Linked DNA regions of Macaca mulatta: region 1 is linked to region 2. A link is a contact called in public Hi-C data. All regions are on one chromosome and are shown on one strand. Each heading gives the region's core, a stretch centred on a gene start, on an enhancer-like site or on the middle of the called end of the contact. The rest is flanking DNA. Distances are from core to core; before and after follow the strand shown.

Region 1 (3,093 bases), core at 583-3,082, 850 kb after region 2:
GTTCCTGGGAGTTTCTGGCTGCCCGGATTAACCCTATCCACTCCAGAGGGGAGCCCCCCGACTCGTCCACCAGCTCCCCTCTCACCATGCGCACCTGCAACACAAGCAGTGGTCGTTCTCCCCGCACCTTGGCCAGGCCCACAACCCAGACAGAAAGTTTATCCTCCACCCCCACCCAACACAGGAAAGTGGTTGTTTTTGGTTTGGCCAGACCACTAGGGGCTACTGGAAGGAGGAGAATTCCTTAGGACCTTGCTTGGGGGAGGGAGAAAGAGGAAAGTCTACCTATGCTAACACTACCACCACTTTCCTGCGCCCCACCTTGGCAACACGGGGAGGGGGGAGGGATGTTGAGAACATCCTCCCTTAGTGCTTAAGCACATCTTGTACCAAGTTGTTCCCCACACACTACCCCAGCTCTCCCACTGGCAGTTCTGAGAGCAGCCCTAACACCAGGTTAGAGACGTTTCTAGGTCAGTCCCAGGACCCAGAGCGTCCCCCTACAAACAAACAAACAAAAAAATTATCTCATGCCTCCTCTATTCTGTGTGCATCGCACCTAGGTGCCTGTGAGCCTTGCAGCGAAAGTCTCAGAACAAAGCCCAAGCGGGGAAAAGCTTGCCCGCAGCTGGCAGGCCATTTAAAAGCAATTAAAAAGCGTTTAAAGAGGAATGCGCGGTGGGCACCAAACCCTGCTTTAGACTATAGTGGGGCGGGGGGGGGGGGGGCGTGATTGCAGGAGGAGCGAGGTACAAGTCCCGCTGGCTGGACACCGGAGCTTTTTCTTACTAGAAATCTCCAAGCAAAGCAAGCTATAAAGCCAAGGAAGCCAAAGCCCTTCCTTCTACCCCTGACTTCTGCCTTCATTTCCTGGTCGCTGTTTGCCGACCTTTGGCTCCTGGGACACCCCCAAAGCGGGCAAGTGCTTTAAGTCTCCCTGATCAGGGGTCGCAACGGTGTGTGGGGTGTGGGAGTCAAAGCTAGTGGTTTGGCCCTGGCGCCTGCCGGTTGGGACTCTGAACTCTCACAGCCCCGCTGTAGGCGCTCTGATCCTGTGCCCCGCGCTGATGGGCGCCCCTCGCCCTTGGAGCCCGCGTCAGAGCCAGCACCTTGCTCATCCTCTCTCCATATGCCCCAAACCCACAAGCCGACATCGGCAAGGGGAAAAATATATATATCTGAGGAGATTCTGGGAACTGAGAGCCTCCCAAAGATTTTTTTTGTTTAGGGAAAAAAAAGTAAATTATTTTAAGGCGAAATTAGGCCTCAAATTAACATATTGAAGGGCAGAAGGGAAGAAAGGTTCTCGATGCCCTACACCCCCAGAAAGAGGGTGCTTTTGCAGAGAGAGCTGAGGTCAGAGTGCGGGGGTGGGCTTCTGGGTTCTGAGGAGACCCGAGAGCGCGGGGGAAAACACAAGCCGCGAATGGTCCCGGCACCTACAGCCCTCAGTGCACCCCACCCAGGGCTGTCCCCCCTCGGCCACATCCTCTCCTCTCAACCCGACCCGTCCAGCTCTCACAGTTAAAGAGGCTACTTGCTCAGAATAACAGGAGTCCCCTTCCACCCGGCAGAATTAGCAGGTAACGACTCAATCACTCCCTTCCTCCACTTTCTCTCTCTAGCCCTTTCCCGGGTCAGGGCACTGAGAGGCGAACAGCAGTGGGCGGAGGTCTGAATGGTCAATACCTTTTTCTTGGGCCCGGGCTCCCTGCGGTCTGACAGGTACTTGCCCAGCTTGAAGGTACCAGGCACCGGTCCGAGGCGCAAGCCGGCCGGGATGCAGCAGTCGGCACTCACGCTGGTGGCTGGAGCTCTGGCGGCTCCGTGCATTGTTGCCGCCGCCCCCAGGCAGGCGCTCGGGTGCGCCAGGTCCTCGGAAGGGCGCGAGTGACAGAGCTGGAGCTACGCGCTAGCCAGGGAGCCGCGCCCCGACGTGCGTCCTCCGCCCGCGGAGTGACGCGGGCGGGCATGCACTGCGCCTTTTCAATTGGGGCGGGAGCCTTTTGGCACCGCCAGCGCAAGGGCGCGTAGTTTGGTGAGAGAGTCGCGCTGCGAAGCAGCTGCAGAGTCCTACCCGAGAGGGTCACATGGAGTGGTTCCCTCAGCCCCCTGCATAATCGAGGCCTCTGAATGGCTAGCACACAATGGTCCAGGCGACCTTCCCATTCCTAAAAATCCAATTTGTCAAGGGCGAAGAAAAGGCACTGGTGAATCAAAGGTCCGGCGGGACCATTAATCCTCAGCATGGGGTATTGTCCTCGAGACAGTTACGATATTTTAAGTGACAAATCCACTGTATAATTTCTCCATAAATTTTACTTCCTTTTATTGTTCCCCGACAAACCAGTTTTGGGAAATAAGTGACTACTTTAAGTCTACTTGGCTGATTCCTTTGAGCCTTGGTCTACTTCAAAGATTTGTAATTCTCTCCCCTTGGCTTTATTGTAAAGGAGATTAAACAAAGAGATGGAGACTGTTTGGAGGACTTGTTAACTTCTATTGATTTCTGGCGTGTGCCATACAGAAATTAGGCAGGTACTTGATGGGAAAACACCAGAAAATACCTACACTTTTTAAATAACGACCATTTTACCATTTCAGGGGATTGGGTTCAGGCCAGTCGTCTATTTAGAACTGCTTTAATTGTCACTTCTGTCCCATTTCGTCCCAAAATATGATGAAGCCTCCAGATCAAGTTGAGAAGGCGCGGTCAACTGTGCATCACTTTTCTCGGGCACACCCCGGGCCTGCACTTTCTCTGGAGAATGGGAAACGACCCCAGAACCAACAGTTTCGACCGGGGATCCTGCCCCCCGGTCCGCGGCCCAGGGTTGAAGAGGAAGAAGTTCTAACAGTGGGTTATTGATCACGTCCCCTGGAAGAGGTCCTTGGACTAACTCCCCTAAAACCAACAACCTGGACTTTTCTATTAAAAAATAATAATAAAATAAACAAAAACGAAATCACCGCAATCTGCTAAAGGTTGTAGAGAAGGGGGGCGAGGTGGGCGTTTGGGACAACTCTTTCTTACACCTACTTTGTGAACTAACAAGACGTTGTACTTCGAAGTTAAACCGGAGAGCTCCCCGT
Region 2 (3,414 bases), core at 482-2,981:
GTCATTGCTTTGCCTGGCAGCTATATCTGACCTGGTTGGAGGGGAGAGGAGGGTCAAGAAAGTTTATTTCCCTCTCCACACGCACTCTCCACCCCCGACTTTACATGTAGTAGCCAACTTGACCTTATCTGATCTTTCTGGAATCTTGTGTGTAAGTGAGCCACAGTGCATCTCTCGCTATCTTCTAGCCATGTTTGTTAAAAGTGCATCACTGGGTGGTTGAAAGCCGCCCAGAACCAGGTCTGTAAGTGGCTACAGTCACTGGGGAAATGACTCCTCCTGGATTGGAGTCCATTAGCCGGATTCCAGTTTTGAAAGACGTACAAAATCTCCGTGCTTCTTTCTTTTTCTTTCTATCCAAAAAGTTCACCTCCTCCAGCCAGGTGTTGCCCAGATGTGTAAATACCACCAGAAAGCTCCTGTTGTCCTTCTACGAGGATCTCACTGCCATCGGGCAGCAAGGAGGTGGCAGATGTCTGTATTTTTGAACAAACACTCTTAAAGTTGTTCTGAATATCAGCAGAATGGCACACACCCCTCTTCAAAGTATTTATTTTCTCAATGGCAATTAGCGCCACAAACGAGAGGATGAGTGCCCAGTCACTGGTGTTCTCACTGATTTTTATGACAGATGAAACAACTCCCCCCAAACGCACCTCCGGGAGCCGAATCTGGTCACAGGCAGTACCCAAACCAAGCCGGGAATCGAGTCTGTAGGATGTGATTGGTGAGCACAACAATTGTTTTGGGACAATTTGAGTTTTTCTCTATGCTATCTGTTGTGTTTTCTCAGATGAGAGAAAGAGAAGGCGTTTCAAATTAGAGGGTCTCTAAGAGATAATTACTCAGGGAGAGTCCTGGTGAGCGTTTGTTTAACCAGCTCCTATTAGGGAATTGTGAGCTCCTATTAGGGAACTGTGAGCATCGTTAAGTTCATTCATGCAGACTGTATCCTTTCTGTAAGGAATAGTCATGTTGGACTTTTGTTTCCTGAAACAAAACCCGGCAAAGAGTTGGCTAATGTTTAAGATAACGGACTGTTGTGATATGTATCTCTATATATCAATCATTCTATTTTGCCCTGAAATGTAACGTGTTCCCCTAGTGTCCCCCTCGCTTCTCCCCACAGGAAAACTCCCTGATCGAGCTTTCCACAGTGAAAAAAATCAGCCCCCAAACCCAAACCGTTTAGAAAAAGGCGCACTTCTTTGGGATTAATTTAAAGACAGTCATTGTATTTATTTCCTCTGGCAATGAATTCCGTGTCTTCATGGTTTCACAGAAAGAGAAAATAAAGCACAAAACCGGCCTAGCGCATGCCGTCGGAACCCGACTGCCAGCGGGTTGGGTCTTTGGGCCAACCCTGCCTCCTCCGCGGGTAGAACTAACCAGCCGGTCCGACCTCCGCTGCCTCCGGACGTCCCCGGCTCTTCTGGGCCGCCGCGCTGGACTGAGCGCTTAACCACCCGACCCCAGGCAGCCCGAGGAACGCGGGTCGCACACGATGTCGGGAAGGCCCAGGAGGCCGCGAGCAGCGGCGGCAACCGGACAGCGCCGACCCCGCACCCGGGGCTCATTAGGAGCCCAGCGGCGGAGCGGATAGTAAGATCCAGACCCCGGAGCCTGGACGCGCGGAGGGCGGCGCGGGGCCGACTCGTGTCACTCATCCCTGTTGGCCAATGAGCGCCTCGCCCCTGGCCAGGCCAGGCCAATGGGAGGCTAGAAGGCTTTTGAGTGGCATTGAGGGAGGGCGGGAGAGAGGCGGCCCGGGAGTGAAGTTGAAGCTAAACCCTTAAGCTATAAAGAAGTTACGGGGGACAGTTTTCGGCTTCCAATTAGGAATAATAGTGAACTGGCTTCGTAGCAACTACGGAGGACCAGGATTCTAAAATCACCTCACTCTTCCCAAAGCTTGCATCCTCCTTTTTCTGCCACGCACCGCTCCTCCAATTCATGATCCAGAAAAGGGAGCCGGGAATGCTCTGCTCCTCTCTGCCGGTGGGAAGCGGAGAGGCCGGCAGAGCCGCTGGGTTGGACGGTAGGCATGAGTACAATTAAGAGATGGGCGCCCCCGAACCCTCTGCCGCCTGTGGGGACTGAAGGTAGGTGAAGCAGAAGACATCCCGCGCCCTACCAGCAACCCTGGAGCTCCGCGGCGGTGTGGGAGAGGCCGCGGCGCTTCCCACCCCCGGGGCGCCTGCGAGGGGCTGTCGCGACCGCGCCACCTGTTAACCTGGCGCTGCCGGACCCCGCTTGTTGCCGCCCCTGCTGGGCAGCCAGAGCGCTGGGTCGCCTTGGGAGTCCCGAGGGACTTGGTGTGTAAGTGTCACTTTTTGAGGAATCCCTCAGACTTAAGGCCCAAGTTAAAGAGGTAGCCAAGGTCCACATCTGCCAAGGTCGGGAGCTGAAAGGCCCCCGCCGCGCCGTGGAGGAATTCTGAATTGTAGAAACCTGCTTTCATGGGACATGCACCCAACCTGGGCGCGGGCTCGGGGACCTGCAGCGGAAAGTCTCTTGCGGGTCTTCAAAAATATGCATTTTGTTGTTTGGGCAACTTCCCAGGGGTCTGGAGGATGTGGCTGGCATGGGTCAGGGAATGCCAGCATTATTTGCAGGGGGCCGTCTCGCTGCCGATTTATCCGGTTCTTTAAAAACAAACCCAAAACGCCTGGCTAGGCACGCTGAGTCCCTTTCCGGCCGTGTTTTTGGAATTGGGACAAGTGTGTGAGTGGTTGTGGAGCCGCGGATCTCTTATGCTCTGATGTTGTTGTCTTCACAGGGCCTTGAAAGAGTTGTCTGGAGTTCCTGCTCTTCCCAAAGGGGCTCGGAGATACCTTAAATGCCGCGAGACTGAAGAACAAACGTCGGGGATTATTATGTCGATTTTCCGAGGACCAGCGTTCGCAGCTCGGAGTAAAAGAAAAGGCTGGCTCCTCAGGGGTCCCACCGGCATTTGATACCCCGAGGACCCCCAGGATTGCCCAAATTCCGTGGATCAGCAACTTTCCTATACTGCATCCCGCATTTTCAAAGAAAATATTTTCCGTTCACCCCCGCTGGTCTTTTACTGCCATTAATACACTGTTCTTGGTGCAAATACTTCAGCCTCTTTATTCAAAGTATGTTTTATGTTTTTGCCAAATATGATCTCTAATTGAAAGTTTATTTTTTGTTTTGGATGAATCTGCGGAGTTTACATTGTAAGAAGAAAGGGGGAACAAGACACAATGAAAGAAAAGTCCAAAAATGCTGCCCGGACTAGGAGGGAGAAGGAAAACAGTGAATTTTATGAACTGGCTAAATTACTGCCTTTGCCTTCGGCTATCACCTCGCAGCTGGACAAAGCATCCATAATCAGACTCACGACCAGCTATCTCAAAATGAGAGTCGTGTTCCCAGAAGGTAAGTGACTTT

What was found. Hi-C and Micro-C count contacts between places; a contact is called where the count stands out from the background.
Region 1: a Hi-C map of fetal cortex germinal zone shows a contact between it and region 2, with 8 times the contacts expected there. The contact joins the promoter of PRDM13 here to the promoter of SIM1 in region 2. A contact is called at or near these places in 2 of 14 Hi-C or Micro-C datasets (fetal cortex germinal zone and fetal cortical plate) and 1 of 4 datasets of contacts at active chromatin or transcription factors (interneurons).

Annotation. Positions count from the first base shown.
Region 1 is chr4:86,256,164-86,259,256 of T2T-MMU8v2.0, forward strand. It overlaps PRDM13 (PR/SET domain 13), which reads right to left and starts at 1,833. Exons shown (of 4, transcript XM_078001070.1): 1 at 1,690-1,833; 2 at 1-94. The coding sequence starts at 1,833.
Region 2 is chr4:85,409,775-85,413,188 of T2T-MMU8v2.0, forward strand. SIM1 (SIM bHLH transcription factor 1) reads left to right here and starts at 1,732. Exons shown (of 12, transcript XM_015136983.3): 1 at 1,732-2,102; 2 at 2,780-3,402. The coding sequence starts at 3,228.